Linked DNA regions of Rattus norvegicus: region 2 is linked to region 1. Evidence: chromatin contacts called from public Hi-C data. All regions are on one chromosome and are shown on one strand. Each heading gives the region's core, a stretch centred on a gene start, on an enhancer-like site or on the middle of the called end of the contact. The rest is flanking DNA. Distances are from core to core; before and after follow the strand shown.

Region 1 (7,132 bases), core at 1,808-4,307:
AAAATTGCGAAGTACGACAGCTGACAAACTGGGTAGGAGAAGCCTCTGTAATGGGGTCCTTCAATACGAAAACCATTCTCAGGTAATAAACTATGTTTTGTAATCCTTTAAAGTAAGTCATATGTATATGGCTTTGAGACAGGGTCTCTATGTAGTCCTCTCTATGTAGTCCTTGGAACTCTCTATGTAGACTGTGTGAGTCTTGAACTTACAGAGATCTGTCTGCCTCTGCCCCCTAAGTTATCATGGTGGGTTTTCTTTGGGGGACTGGTGTTACTCTGAAGACTTGGCCGACTCCTTATGTAGACCACAGAAATCCACTTGCTCCCTGTCTCACTGTGTAGCTGAAGCTGGCCTGAACTCACAATCCCACGTGACCCCCAGGAGTAGAGTCACGATCAGGTGCAGCGGTGTCAGGCCAGCTTCATTTCCTCTTGGAGGATGCATATATTCTATTGCCATACTGTTTGCTTTGGAGAGGCTCTCGCCTAAGTTCTACCTGTGCCTGCCTCCTAAACACTGGGATTCAAACACTTGGTGACCATGAAACTCTTAGAAAACTAATGAACTTATGCTATGTTTTCATTCCCTTTTTTGTTCAGCAAACATCAGTGGAATGTTCAATGAATAGCAACAGCTGTAAAAAGTCACATATTCAAAGACTATTACTAATACAGACTTAGATAAAATATTTATGTTCTTCTACACTAATATTTACATAAGAAGCCATACTATATAACTGTATACCTGTAAATGTCAAATTCCATTACAAAAAAAACCTAAAAACAAGACAAAAATTGTAATTGATCAAGAGTCAAGCACTGAGAAAAGCCTACTAGTCAGTCCGTGATGGAGGGGAGCCGCAGCAACTGCTCTGCAGAGGCTGCAGAGACAGAGCACTGACTGCAGAGACCGGGGATGGCCGCAAAGGAGAGCCGCGCCGGCTACAGCAATGGAGAAGGACATGAAAGCTCAACGAGCCACGGTTCTGGGCTGCAGTGTATGCTGAAGCATAAAAAAGGACGGTCTCATTTCACAGAAAAGGAAACAAAGTCAGATAAAGCAACTTTCTAATGGCCACTGTAACTGCTAAAGATGAGCTTTTAAAGACCAAGAAGGACGTTCTATATAGCAAGCTGAATCAGACACTCTGAAAGTATTCTGAGACAGTTAAAATACCTGTCCTTTCCTGCCCACTGCTAACCATATGCAACCTACAGACAGCTTTAGGTATGAGGCGCAAACATTCTTTTAGAGTAATTTATAACAGTAATGTCCTACTTGAGTGCACAAAAATATACAAAATATGAAAAAACAAGCATAAAAAAAGGTGATCAGTAAAACATATTTCCTTATCATAAAACATATATTTAACTAATTAATTTTAAGCGTCATTTTCAAAGTGCTGTCTTCCATGTTAGACTGACAAAGTAAATATAGGAGCCCACAGGATCTTGTCAATGACTATACAGAGTAATTTAAGTAAAAGCTATTAAAAAAATACCTTGAACTATTTAAAGAAATAAAAAAGGATATTTAAAGCTGAGTAAGGAGAGCTTTTAAACTCTTTAGGGAATTAGTCAGTTACAGGAGGTAGGAGGCTCACTCCAGTTTTTTCATCAATAATTTATAGGAACTAATGTTTGAAGATAACATGAGAACTTCAGATTGAAATTACCTTGCTTTATAATCCATTAATAAAAACTGGAATATTAACAATGATTTTCAGTACAATAGAGTGTCTGAGAGGTAAAGTACAGAAAGAATCTTTTACGGCAGACTTAACATCACATACTGGCCACACAGTTACTTTATTACTTTATCAAGTACCCAAGGTAAAATCTCAAACAGAGGGAGAAGGGGAGGGGGGAAAAGGAAAGGAAGAAAAACAACGTTGTGCTTGTGTGCATGTACACGTATAAAGAACCAGGCACGGTAGCAGCTCTCAGCAATTCAGGATAGGTATGGTTTGGTGAATGTTCTAGTTGAGGCCAGCCTGGTCTATACAGTGAGTTCTGGACAGCTAATGAATGACACACAGTGAGAAACTCAAAAACAGTAAAGCAGAGAAGCACCTTTATAAATTATTTACATGACTAGCTGATAGAACCATACCCATGACTTAATTCAAAGGGGTATAAAACATGAGAGTATTGTAGGAAAAAACCTTCAACTAGCTAATGTTATACAGGTTGAAAAGAATTTAGTATGGGAAGCAAACTTATTCCTAAACTAATTACACTCAAAAGCAAAAGGCACCGAAAGAGCTAAATATTTTAAATACCTGCAAATAGAGAATCTTCTCAATTTCAAGTGTTTGATTCTCTGTACAGACAGATTATGTGTAAGTTTAACTAACATTTAAGGTATCAGATGAATAAGAAAAATGGACAAATTTAAGCTTAATTTTAATGAACTGCTTTTCTAAGCACAATCATATGAAGCGGGACAGAATGCACGTCATTTTCCTTTGAGACTGTATCATTAGACTGTAGGCTGCCCTCAGACCTTCCTGTGTGTGCGGAAGAGGCTGGGTGTGAGCTTTCCCAGACCTGAGTCAGAGGCAGCTGAGATACTCTGCAAGAGCAGCAAATGCTTTTAAACCAGAGCCGTCTCTCCAACTGATACATCTGTAAGTGAATCTGCTGTTTTGTTTTGTTTTGTTTTGCTTTGTGACAGAGTGAGTCTGCTTAATACATGCCAGGCTAGTTAGCCTCCAACACCCAATCCCCCAGCCTCAGACTTAGGCAATTGAAGAATAAGACAGTGTCACATACAGTTGTGTTTTACTTCCTTAGGAGTTGGGGGAGGGACTACTGACTCCATAACATTCTAAACTCTAGGCTGACCTACAACTTGAGATGATCCTCACCCTTCCAAGTGTAAGGATTGCAGGCATGAGGCTGTTTTACTCAATAATTCACACCCAGCTATAGTTTAAGTCTTCATGTTAAGCAAGTTAAGTTACTTAATAGGTTATGTAACCCAGGCTAGCTATGTATGCACCAATGGATGACATTCAAGCTTTGATTTTCCTGACACGGCTTGTGAGCTGGAACAGGAACCCCAGGACTCTTTGCATGCTACGGCAGTACTCTACCAACTGGGTCATACTCTTAGCCCACACCTACACCTCTGAAGAGATATTGATGGATGGAAATAACGAAGACTACATTTTTTAAATTTAAGTTTTCTAACTTGAGAAAGGTCCATAGCAGTTCATACAAACAAAGAGTAATCAATTCGGGGGGCCGAAGTCCAATCTCCAAATTTTATTTACAACTTCATAAAACCTTTTGCCCAGTTTGTGCCATGGCTCAAATACAGGAATTGCACCTCTGAATACTTCAGAATAGCAGTAGACGGAAAAAGAACATCTCTCTCATTTGAGAGTGCTCGGTTTCACAGTGGCTCCTCAGTCTGGTAGTAGTCAGTGTTTTATTTGTGTGTTCAAGCACAGTTTGGTTATACAAATCAAACTATTTACATCAAAGCTGATGGAATTTTTATCTAGCATCAAATATTTTTAGAGATTTCATTTTTTTTAAAAAGAATTTTACACTTTTATTGAAGTACCTCCCTTGACGAAATTTTTAAATCAACTTCAATAACTAAGTGAGGAAGAAGGTAAAATCATTATTTTACCTGTTCTATTTGATATGTAGACAAGCACAAATATCAAACTTAAGTCATGTTAGGTAAAAATGCAACAAGTTTTTAAAAGCCTTGATATAGAAACCAAATAGGGATTTTAAAAACCAACCAACCAACCTACCCATTTATTTATTCATGTAACGTATGTGTGTTCTGCCTACATATATGTGCACCACATAACTGCCTGGTACCCTCAGGGGCACTAGAAGGGGGCACTAGATCACCAAAAACTTGAGTTAAGGAAGGCTGTCAACCACCATGGAAATGCTGGAAACCATAACAGTAGGACCCCTGTAAGAACAACAGGTAATCCTAACTGCTGAGCTCAAGTTCCCAAACATGGATATTTTAAGGACCCATAGTCAGATCACTTTTTGTTAGTTTTTAGGTTTTTCAAGGGTTTCTCTGTTTTAGTCTTGGCTATCCTGGAACTCGCTCTGGAAACCTAGCCGTCCTTGGACTCAGGTATCGTTGAGTGCCTGGACTAAAGGTGTGTGCCAGTACCTACCACTGCCTGGCAGCCGTCAGTCAAATCTTTATAGATAAACCAAAGTACATTTCAATTTACATGGCTGTTGGTTAAGCAGTAAAATTATTTCATCATTAATAACTTAATATATTCAGTAAAATCAGTTGTGCTTGGACACACATTACATTTGAAGATGTTTGGAAAACAAGAACTTAACGTTGCATTAAGGGCCCCTACACAGTATCTTAGTTTCCTAAAAATCAGCACACACTTCTGGTCAAATGCAATAGTCTCAAGATCAAAAGGACAAGGGGAATAATGAATATTCAATGCCAGGTTTTACTGAATTCTACTATTTGATCAATAATATAAATGCACATGGCTTTTGCAATTTTAAAAGGGACTAAGCAGCATGAATGGTATCTCACTGAGTGCAATGGTGCACACTTGTAATTCTCCCTAACCAGAAGACAAACCCAGAAGGTCATGAATTCGGGCAAGCTAGGTCAAGACTCACAGCTGCTTCGCCCTCCAAGCAAACACCCAAAGTGCAGAGCCTCCTTCCCAGATAGTAAAGTAAGTGGCCTGGTCTGAGGATAAGAGAGAGGTTCTGAGTCAGTGCACCTGCTGCTCTTGCAGACAACCTAGCTCCTTCCCCAGCACCCACATGGCAGCTCATGGCTGGCTGTTTCAGGACATTCTTCTGGCTTCCATAGAGACCAACATGCTTGTGGAACAGAGAAAAACATGCAGGTCAAATACGTGCACATAAAACAAACAAGAAAGGCGTGAGATAGTAGTGCACACTTAAGAATCTCAGCATTAGGAGTGCAAAGACAGGCAGTTCTGAGTTTCAGGCTAGCCTGGTCTATACAGTAAAACCCTGTCTAAGAATAAATTAACAAACCCATACATAAAAAGTACATGGTTTTAATGGTATATACATACACTCCTTGAAATTCAAATTATAAAAAGATGGTTTTAAGTTTTAACAGCATATACTTCACCCCAGGGACTCATCAAAATAATACAAATATAAACCCCAAACATTTTCTTTACCTTTCTCTAAAGGATTTTTCTTTTTCTTTTCTTTTTTGGCCTGCATACGTATCTATGAGGGTACCAGGTCCCCTGAAACTGGAGTTATACACAGTTGTGAGCTGCCATGCAGGTGCTGGGAATTGAACCAGGATCCTCAGTGCTTTTAACCAGTGAGCCATCTCTCCAGCCCCGTAACTTTACCACTTTCTTTTAACAGTTTCTCCTAACATACTTCTTAGCATTTTAATGTAATCTTACTTCATTGATTTGTTCTGAGACAAGGTCCTCTTGTAGTCCAAGACATCCTCAGAATTACGATGTAGCTGAAAAGGAACTCTGTATGTACTCCCTGCCTCTATCTCTTAGGCACTCAGACTATAGGCTTGTGGCACCGGGACTGCCATCTTTTGGCCATTGTCGAGATAAAAACAAGCTAAATTTGCCAACTCCATCTTGCCCTGAGACATCACACTCAACTTACAAATATATAAGAGTTGTGTGTGTGTGTGTACTCCCGCAGGCATGTACACATGGCATAGTACAAGGGTAGGTAACAAGGGTAGGTGGGTTTATTCTCCTACAATGTGGATTACTGTAATCAAACTGAGGCTATTAGGCTTGATGGAAAGCATTAAGGAGTCTTGCAATGCACAGTCAATTAAATCTTATCTATTTAGTGAGACAGGGTCTTACTATGAAGCCCTAACAGGCCTCAAACTCATCTAGAAATCCACCTGCCTCCATCTCCTTAGGGCTAGAAATCAACTAATTTTTTTAATGGAACAGCTTTTATTTAATAGAGCCTTTCTTTATTTAATAGAGCCTTTCTAAACCTAACAGTTCTCTTTTTTCACCTCGTATATATTGTTTCAGATAATCTATAAAGAAAGTGTTTCTGTCCCCTCAATAGAATCTCAGTTAAAATTACATAAATTCAAAATATTTCCTCATTACCATATGTAATTCCACCAAAAGTTTTAAAAGCGGTATATAGCCAGGCGTGATGATTCATGTCTAATTCCAGCATTCAGGAGGCTTAAGGAAGATTGTTGGGAGACCAGCCTAGGCTATACAGACACCCTGTCTCAAGGGGGAAAAGTTTAATAATACAAGTAATAACATATAGAAACATAAAGTTGACTAATCACCTTTTGCTGAGGCTAGACTGAACCCAGGACTTTACGTACTTCTCCACCGATGTAGTCTCAGCCCCAGCCGCTTCTTTTATAAACACCTCATCATCACCTCTTTAAGAAGCATTCACCAATCCTAACTCTCGTTGTATTGAGACAGGGTGTGATGTAAACCAGAGTAGCTTCAACTAATTATACAACTAAGGATGACCTTGAACTCTTGATCCTCTTTATGAAACTTCCCAAGGGCTGGGATCACAGTTCTGGTTTCATTTTAATCTTGCATAAGTTACTTTGCTTATATCCTAATCTTTTTAAAACTAAAAGTTTTAGCTTGCCAGACCTGGCACTGACTTTGAAGGTCTGGGCTGGCCTTGAACTCACGCAATATACTGATTATCCCTCTAAATGCTAGGATTAGGTGTGAGCCACCATGTCTGGCTTGATAGATTAATTGTATCTGGAGTCTCTGACAACGCAGACTTGATGCGTACGATCACTAAGGCGGTGATGTGATTCCAGTGAACCAATCTCTCCTGAGGGCGGAGCTTACCTGTGCATCAATGTCAATGGCAGGGTAGATAGGTAGCATGGCTGAAGGAGAGATGATGGGACTTGGAGTTGGAGTCTGAGGCTGGGAAACAGAAGCAGCGATACTGTGGGTAGGAGTGTTTGACATTGCAGATGCTCTTCCACTGACTGCTGTTGAACAAAATAACTGCACTTAATAAGGAGGAAACACTGTTAGCAAGATGTATTTAAAAGTATTAAATAGTTTTTGAAACAAAATGTCTCTAAGATGCTATTATAATATTAATAACTAATTTTCTGATGG
Region 2 (7,132 bases), core at 1,328-3,827, 48 kb before region 1:
GAAGAAAACAACAGAGGACAAATAAACAAACAAAAGCAGTGCCCGCCCCTAACTACTGATCCAGCTCTTCAGGGCAATGTCAAGTGTTTATGAGCACCAATAAAGGCGACAAAGCTCACAGTAGATAGATTGCCAGGCGCCGTGGCGCATTACTGTAGAGATGACATTTGGAAGGAAGGAAGTGCAAGGCTAGCCTGAACTACACAGTCAAACCATTTCACACCAAAGACAATTTTAAAAAGGGGGTGGGGGGACGGCTGACCCATGAACACGGGACAGGACAGGGCAGGACCACACAGCAATTGACAACTACTCACTTGCCCAGCTCCCTTGACTTACCTCAAATCTTAATACGGTGTTTAGTTCACTGACTTTATCTGGCCATGGCTCTCTTTTCAGTGGCTCCCCAGAACCGAGGCCAGGTGTGGTATCACCTATGTGTAATCTAAGCAAGTGGGAGATGGGGGTAGGCAGACCAGGAGTTCAAAGTCATTCCAGGGTACAGTTCCCTAAAGGGAATCCTGTTACACACACAAGCCTGTCACATTAGACATATAGAGCCAGGTACATTGGTTTGCACCTGTAATATCAGAGCTGAGAAGCTGAGGTGGGAGGACCACTCAGCTCTACAGGAGTTGGGATGACGCCTGTTTCTTCAATTCCATTCCAATGCATGAACAACCATGCTGCATAGTGATTAATATAAATAAGCCAATCAAAAGAACACCTAACCCTGTATTTACACTATATATACATATAGGTATGTATTTTTGTGTATGTGTACATACACACACACACACACACACACACACACACACACACACACACACGAACTTTTTCCTGACTGCTGTCACAAAAGCTGCATACCTGGCCACTCTCTTGGACCAACCAAACTGACGTGCACAGACTGCAACTTCTTGGTTAAGGCGCTTGGCGATGTCTTTTATTTCTGGTTGCAAGTTTTCCACCTAACTAAAGGAAAAAGTTGTTTGATGAACACATAAAGGATCTCTACTGATAACCACTATAGTTACCTTCAGTCGTCAACTTGGCACATCCAGGAGAAAGGACCTCCTAGTCCTCCAAGTCCGCCCTCAGATCCGCCCACGGGGCCTTTATTTTTTGATTGCTGATTGACATGACAGAACCCAGGCCACTGTGCACCACCACCCCAGGCATACGAGCTTGTGCTGAATAGAAAGCCAGTAAGCAGCGTTCCTCCAAGGTTTCTGCTTCTGCTCCTGCTCAGCAGCCCCGCCATGATGGACTATGTAACCTATAAACCATATAATCCTTCTTCCTCCACTCAGCATTTGGTCAGGACAATCAAACTCACAATTCTATTCTTTCTCTGTTCTTTAGACTATGTGCAAATGTCATTTACTCATCACATTTGTAATCAGAAACATTTAATATCTAATAATTAGCTTGCTTAAAATATCTTTAGCCCCAAATCTAAATTCCTGTTGTACACCTATCTACGTGATCTTGGTAACCACACTGAGTTTAACCAACTGCAACTTCTTGGTCATGGGTGCCTAATTCTGGCTGTGCATAACCTCTGATTCCCAGTATGTACTAAACCTAACAGCACCTCCTCCATAGGATTTTGAGGAGTAAATAAAAGCTGCATCTTGGATTTTACTATTCCATCATTAGATTCCCCACTACAGAGAAAACAGCATTCCATGTTAACACCTCACTGTGACTGCTTCCTGGCAATCCTCTGTCACTCAAAGTACTTAAACCCATGACTTAATCTCACCTCCGGAGCAGCCCGGAGGGTAATGCTATACCAAATCCATTGAAAAGAGTTCCTAAAAGGCTAACTCGTCAGATAAGGGTAGTAGGTGGTAGGCCCACGGTTAAGAATCTAAGTTTGGAAACTGCTAACTTAGTGATACCCTCCTACTAATAAAGAGCAGTTAAAAAAAAAAAGTGACAAACAATGCTGCAGGCACACCGTTAAACGTTTACGTCCCCAGTGTTACAGGCTCATCCATGCCATTTCTTCTGCATACTGGTCTCAACCAAAAGTTTGGGAAGCACTTGTATTTCGAATAAAGACTTGGTAGGTCGGGTCAGCAACCATCATTGAACATAAAATGCTAACTAAATTATTTTAGCAAAGACGCAGCCTCGATGGTTAACACAAGCAGACAGGCAGCACGGGACCATCACTCCTCACCTTAGCAAGGATGTAATGTTGATAGGCGGCCAGGGGCAGAGTGACAGCACCACGCAGGACAACGGTGCTGAGTAAGATGTTACCCCACCAAGGGAGGCCTGTGGTCTCCTGCGCGCTCAGCAGCATTTCCTCCGCCGCATGCACGGGCGCCGACGCTGCCAGGGCCTCATACCAGCCACCCGGAGAGGCCGCCGAAACCGACGCGGCCGCCCATACCGGAAGGGTTGGGAGCCGCGCGCTGCTCCAGGCGGGCAGTGATCCCGGTGCCCGGAGCTGCAAGGTGCGCAGCGACCGGAGCAACCCGGCACACGATCCGCATAGCATGGCTAGACACGACGGGCGGCAGGTCAGCGAGGAAGACACCTAGACCTTGGCCATCAGGAGGCTGAGCGCATGCGCCAGTCTGAGGCCCCGCCTTACCTACTCAGCCAAAGCGATGAAGTCCAGCGTCGCGCTAGAGATGACGTAGGCCCCGCCTTTCCCACGCGGCACAAAGCAGCTTGCGGTTCTGAAGACTCCTTTCCTTACTGGGGTGGAGCTCAGAGCAGGAACCGGAACTGCAGGGGGTAGGCGGGGCAAGCAAACTGCCTTGCTGTTGAGTTTCAGTTTCTAACCAAGGAAATTGTGGCTTGAGCACTTTTTGTGACCCGGCTGCTCCCGCCCAAGACGCGAATAGTTTGTAGCTCCGCTTCCTCCACGCACAGTTGAAACACCTACTTTGAGAGCAATGAGTGTTTCTGGCTCGCTCAGCGTTAGTCTGCGTCCTTTATACCCTAGGCACAGTTCTACCTTATAATAAGACTTAACTGTCTATCTGTCCTGGTTAACATTCTATATTCCTTTATAAATAGGAGAATGTAGAATGCCGAGTGGTGACTCACGCCTTTAATCCCAGCACTCGAGAGCCAGGGCTACCTAGTGAGATTGAAAGGAATCACCATCATGATAAGAAGCAGGAAAAAATACTATTATTCATTCTACAAAGTGAATTACCATCAACACAATTTTACTTCAGCGGGAGCACTGTTTTCTGGTTAAATGGACTGCACAGGGCATGCAAAAACAGTGAGTTTTTCACTTTTATGTTCCTGGCTACTGCAAATAATTGGGACAAGGAGTTTTCTTACAACGAAGCGCCCACACCTAGGGTAGGCCAAAGTGAATTGAGTGTTTAGAACCCCCCCCCCCAAAAAAAAAGGGAAAAAATTTAAAAAAAAATAGAAACCTCTCCCAGTAGATAAAGCCAAACGGTGGACAGCTACCAAAGCGATCGGGTAACTTATTTTCTGCAACTTGGGTAACCTGCCTTCAGCTCCCATACCACAACCCCCTTTTCTAAAACTCACCTATCTCTTGCCAACTTAAACTAGTAGTGCTCCCCACCCTCCTTCCTCAGAACTGGTAATATCCAGTTGGCCCTTCCAAAATGGCCTTAAGCCAGAGAAGTTCATTAAATAACAATTCCCGCAAGCTCCAACTTACCACATGGGACCCTAGAATCAATTCTCAACACTGGGAAAATAAGTGAATTTGTACTTGATTATAGTAAGCATAAACAATACTTTCACTCTGTAGAAATAAGCCCATTGTTAATAAATCTATTGTGTAAACCAAAATTTTCAAGCAATTACTGAAATTTTAACACAATGTTTTCTACAAGTACAGGTATCTGACCACCTCTTCTGATATCTCCAAGCACCTGTATTCATAGAAGTCAAAGTAATGATAACAAATCAATTAAAAATCAAACCCATATACTGGAATGTGAACTAAACTTATTAATACTTATATAATGTTGCATATGAGCATGTGTAGTGTTATTAATAATGTACATGTGTTGGTAAATCTATCTCTAACCCTGAGGAGGAAACCCATGTGGGATCAGAGACCACTTGAAGATGCCAATCCTGTCCTTCTGGAAAGAGAATTCTAAGGATTGGATTAAGGTTATCAGGCACAGCTTTATGCTTTCCCCAAGCCCCCTTGAGATATAGGTCCTCAGTGTAGCACAGGCTACTCAAGAACTTACTCTATAATACAGGCTGACTTTGTACTCTGAGCAATCCCCATGTCCTAGTTCCAGAAGCAAAGGCAGGGTTGGAATTCAAGTCTGGGTCTCACTAGAGATCTTTTTCAAAACACCCAAAATTATAAGGGGCCACTGCCTGCAATAACCCTCTGAAACTTACTGTAACAAGGTATTTTTTTTGCAATTGTTTAAAAAAATTTTAGCATTTTATGTGAATCTAACATATATTTTATGTGCACTGCACCACTTGCCTACCTGGTGCCCTTGAAGGTTGGAAGAGGGCATCAGATCCCCTGGAACTGGAGTTATAGATGGTTGTGAGCCATTTGGGTGCTGGTTATCAAATCCTTCAGTATCCTCTGCAAGAGGACAAGTGCTCTTAACCCCTGACCAAATATCCAATCAGAACTTGCTGTCTATGTGAGAAAGCCAGGGGAAGTAGCCGTAAATCACGAATCATATTATCCCTAATATACATCACATTCAACATTGTGAATGTTTTGAATTGCACATTATAGTGTAAAATGATGTTATTAAGGCAAGTTAACAATCCTAACATGGCAAATTAACTTCGTATATTTATAACATTTCTCAGTATTTGCGGTCAACTTTTTTTAACTTTACTGTTATACAACTAATTTTCCTTCTCAACCTTTCATTTCTTTGAAGAGAGCCAACTAAGGGGGCTGGAGAGATGGCTTAGAGGTTAAGAGTACTTGGTACTCTTTCAAAGACAGCTAGGTATGCTTGAGGCCAGCCTGGCCTACCTATTCCATTTCCAGTCTAATATGTTTTTTTTTTTTTTTAAATAATGCTACAAGTTGAGGTCAACCTAAGTTACATAGCAAACTCAAGGAATGCATACCAGTCTTAGGCCTCCCCCTCCACACCAATGTCAACAGATGGTCCTAAATGGTTCTTACATTCGTCTTAGGATGGGATGAAAGCAAGCAGCACCGTTCAGTGGAATCCAGTGCTTAGCAGGCAGAGGCAGGAAGCTCCAGTGTTACACGCCAACCTCAGCTGGAATTATAAGCACCACAGGCATGTGCTAGGATTAACCAGCTTGACATATACTAGACATGCACTTTACTAATCATTCAAACCCTAAACCTCAACTTTTTTATTATAGAATATTAACACAATACTCAAGATTTTAGTATAGATTATGTCATTTTAGAGGGCTCTTTTTCCAAATAAGATTTCCAAACTGAGGAAGATTTAAGAAAATATGTATGAGGCAAATTACTTATACTTATGAAAAAGTATAAGAAATAACCCCTTGAAGTCAGATCTAGGTGTATTTTTCCCTTGGGGGGGGTTAGGAGAGGGTCTCACTATGTAGCCCTATTGGGCCTGGAACTCTATAGACCAGGCTGTCCTTGAACTCAGAGACCCTCCTGCCTCGCTCAGAGACATGCACCACCACTGGCACACTTGTTTTCTTTTTTGAGACAGGGTTTCTCTTTGTAGCCCTGGCTGCCCCTGGGATTTTAAGGGATATGCCAGCACAGCTATCTGTTAAGTCACTTCTTAAAAGGAAGCAAACTATGTAGTGGGCAGAGATAATCTGTAGGGGGGGAAGGGGAACTTTTTTATAGTTTAAATAAATAAAATGTTCTATAATACATCTGAAGTATAAAAATGTATTTGAAAATGTTTCTCGTACAAATTTCTACAACTGTGGCACTGTCCTCTCTCAGCCCAGAGATACAGGGCTCAAATCTATTTCCATGCTCCACATTCTAAAATGAGTAAAACACCCCACTTCCACCCTTCTTCCTTTATCAGTAAGACACTCATTAAGATTATGTGAACACTACTCACATGTGATAGCACTCTGAGTAGTGTCTGCTCTCCAACTCCATTATTTTAGTCAGAAAATAACTAGTTCTCTCAGAAAAGTATTGTGAGAAGGAAGAAGACAGAACTGTGGCAAAATTAAATACAAAATGTCAACATCACAGTTTTGTTATTTTGTGTGAGTAAAGTGCTTTTGAATTTTCTTTTAAGCTCACGGCTGTATTTATAGGCTACCTTCCTCCTAATCTGGGTGTACTACGCAGAGATAGAAACTAAATGTGCATCCACAGCATGTGAGGTACGCTGGGTGGTTTGAGAACTACTGTAAACTCTACTCCGGTTACTGCAGGATCATGTCACATCATACACTACGACAACCAATGAATGACATTATCAACCTCAGCTGGGGGTGCGTAAGCTTTCATTCAGGTTTTACTGTGAAAAGTTTGTCTAATTAAAAACCAAACTGATAGTATTTGACATGTCCTACGACAGCATTTCTCACATATAAACCATTTATATTTCAACCATGTGAGTACTTTTCCATAGGAGACAGGGCAGGACACATACTCTTCTTGTATACATTATTGTTTATTGTTTCAAGTGGATGGAATATATAATTCCCACTGAGTAGTTTAGTGTGGCCCTGAATCACATATAAACAGGTTAAATGGAGATTTTAATTTATAATCTGTGTATTCATGGATTGACCATAAATCATTTTAAAAACAAACCCAAACACTCCTTTCTGAGTTGGCCCAAGTTAGCTGTTCATCCTTTTCACTTCTACCAACAAGTAGCAGAGAGCAAGGAGCCTTTCAAACTAAGACATAGATGCTGGAAACGGGAAAACTGCATGTTGACTCTCGCTGACCAGGAAGAGCCAATGTTAATAAGAATCAATAGTATCCAATATAAAATATGCTGAAATCTTTAAAAATAAACAATATATGCTGACTGAGAACTGTGGTGGCTTTTAAGTTGCTCAAAAGTCTGAAGTTTTCCGGTTAGAAGAGACCACTGGTGCCACTGAAGATGCTTCACATCAGTGCAGCAGCCACTACAGGAAAGGCTTTATACTACTGTGCACGAGAGTCTAACTACGGAGTCAT

Evidence for each region. Hi-C and Micro-C count contacts between places; a contact is called where the count stands out from the background.
Region 2: a Hi-C map of liver shows a contact between it and region 1, with 1.6 times the contacts expected there. The contact joins the promoter of Cox18 here to the enhancer-like site in region 1. A contact is called at or near these places in 7 of 12 Hi-C or Micro-C datasets (the A7r5 cell line, Schwann cells, frontal cortex and 3 more).

What each region holds. Positions count from the first base shown.
Region 1 is chr14:18,097,901-18,105,032 of GRCr8, reverse strand. It overlaps Ankrd17 (ankyrin repeat domain 17), which reads right to left. Exons shown (of 34, transcript NM_001401338.1): 16 at 6,851-6,999. Among named protein-coding and RNA genes, the nearest start is that of Cox18, 49 kb to the left of the region's middle. Within about 2 kb of position 3,057, at least 1 of the 93 cell types and tissues checked has an H3K27ac peak or open chromatin away from gene starts, as enhancers often do. A contact at or near this core is called in liver, where this site is marked.
Region 2 is chr14:18,145,441-18,152,572 of GRCr8, reverse strand. Cox18 (cytochrome c oxidase assembly factor COX18) reads right to left here and starts at 2,577. Exons shown (of 6, transcript NM_001106000.1): 1 at 2,189-2,577; 2 at 868-968. The coding sequence starts at 2,512. Ankrd17 (ankyrin repeat domain 17) reads right to left here. Exons shown (of 34, transcript NM_001401338.1): 34 at 6,593-7,132.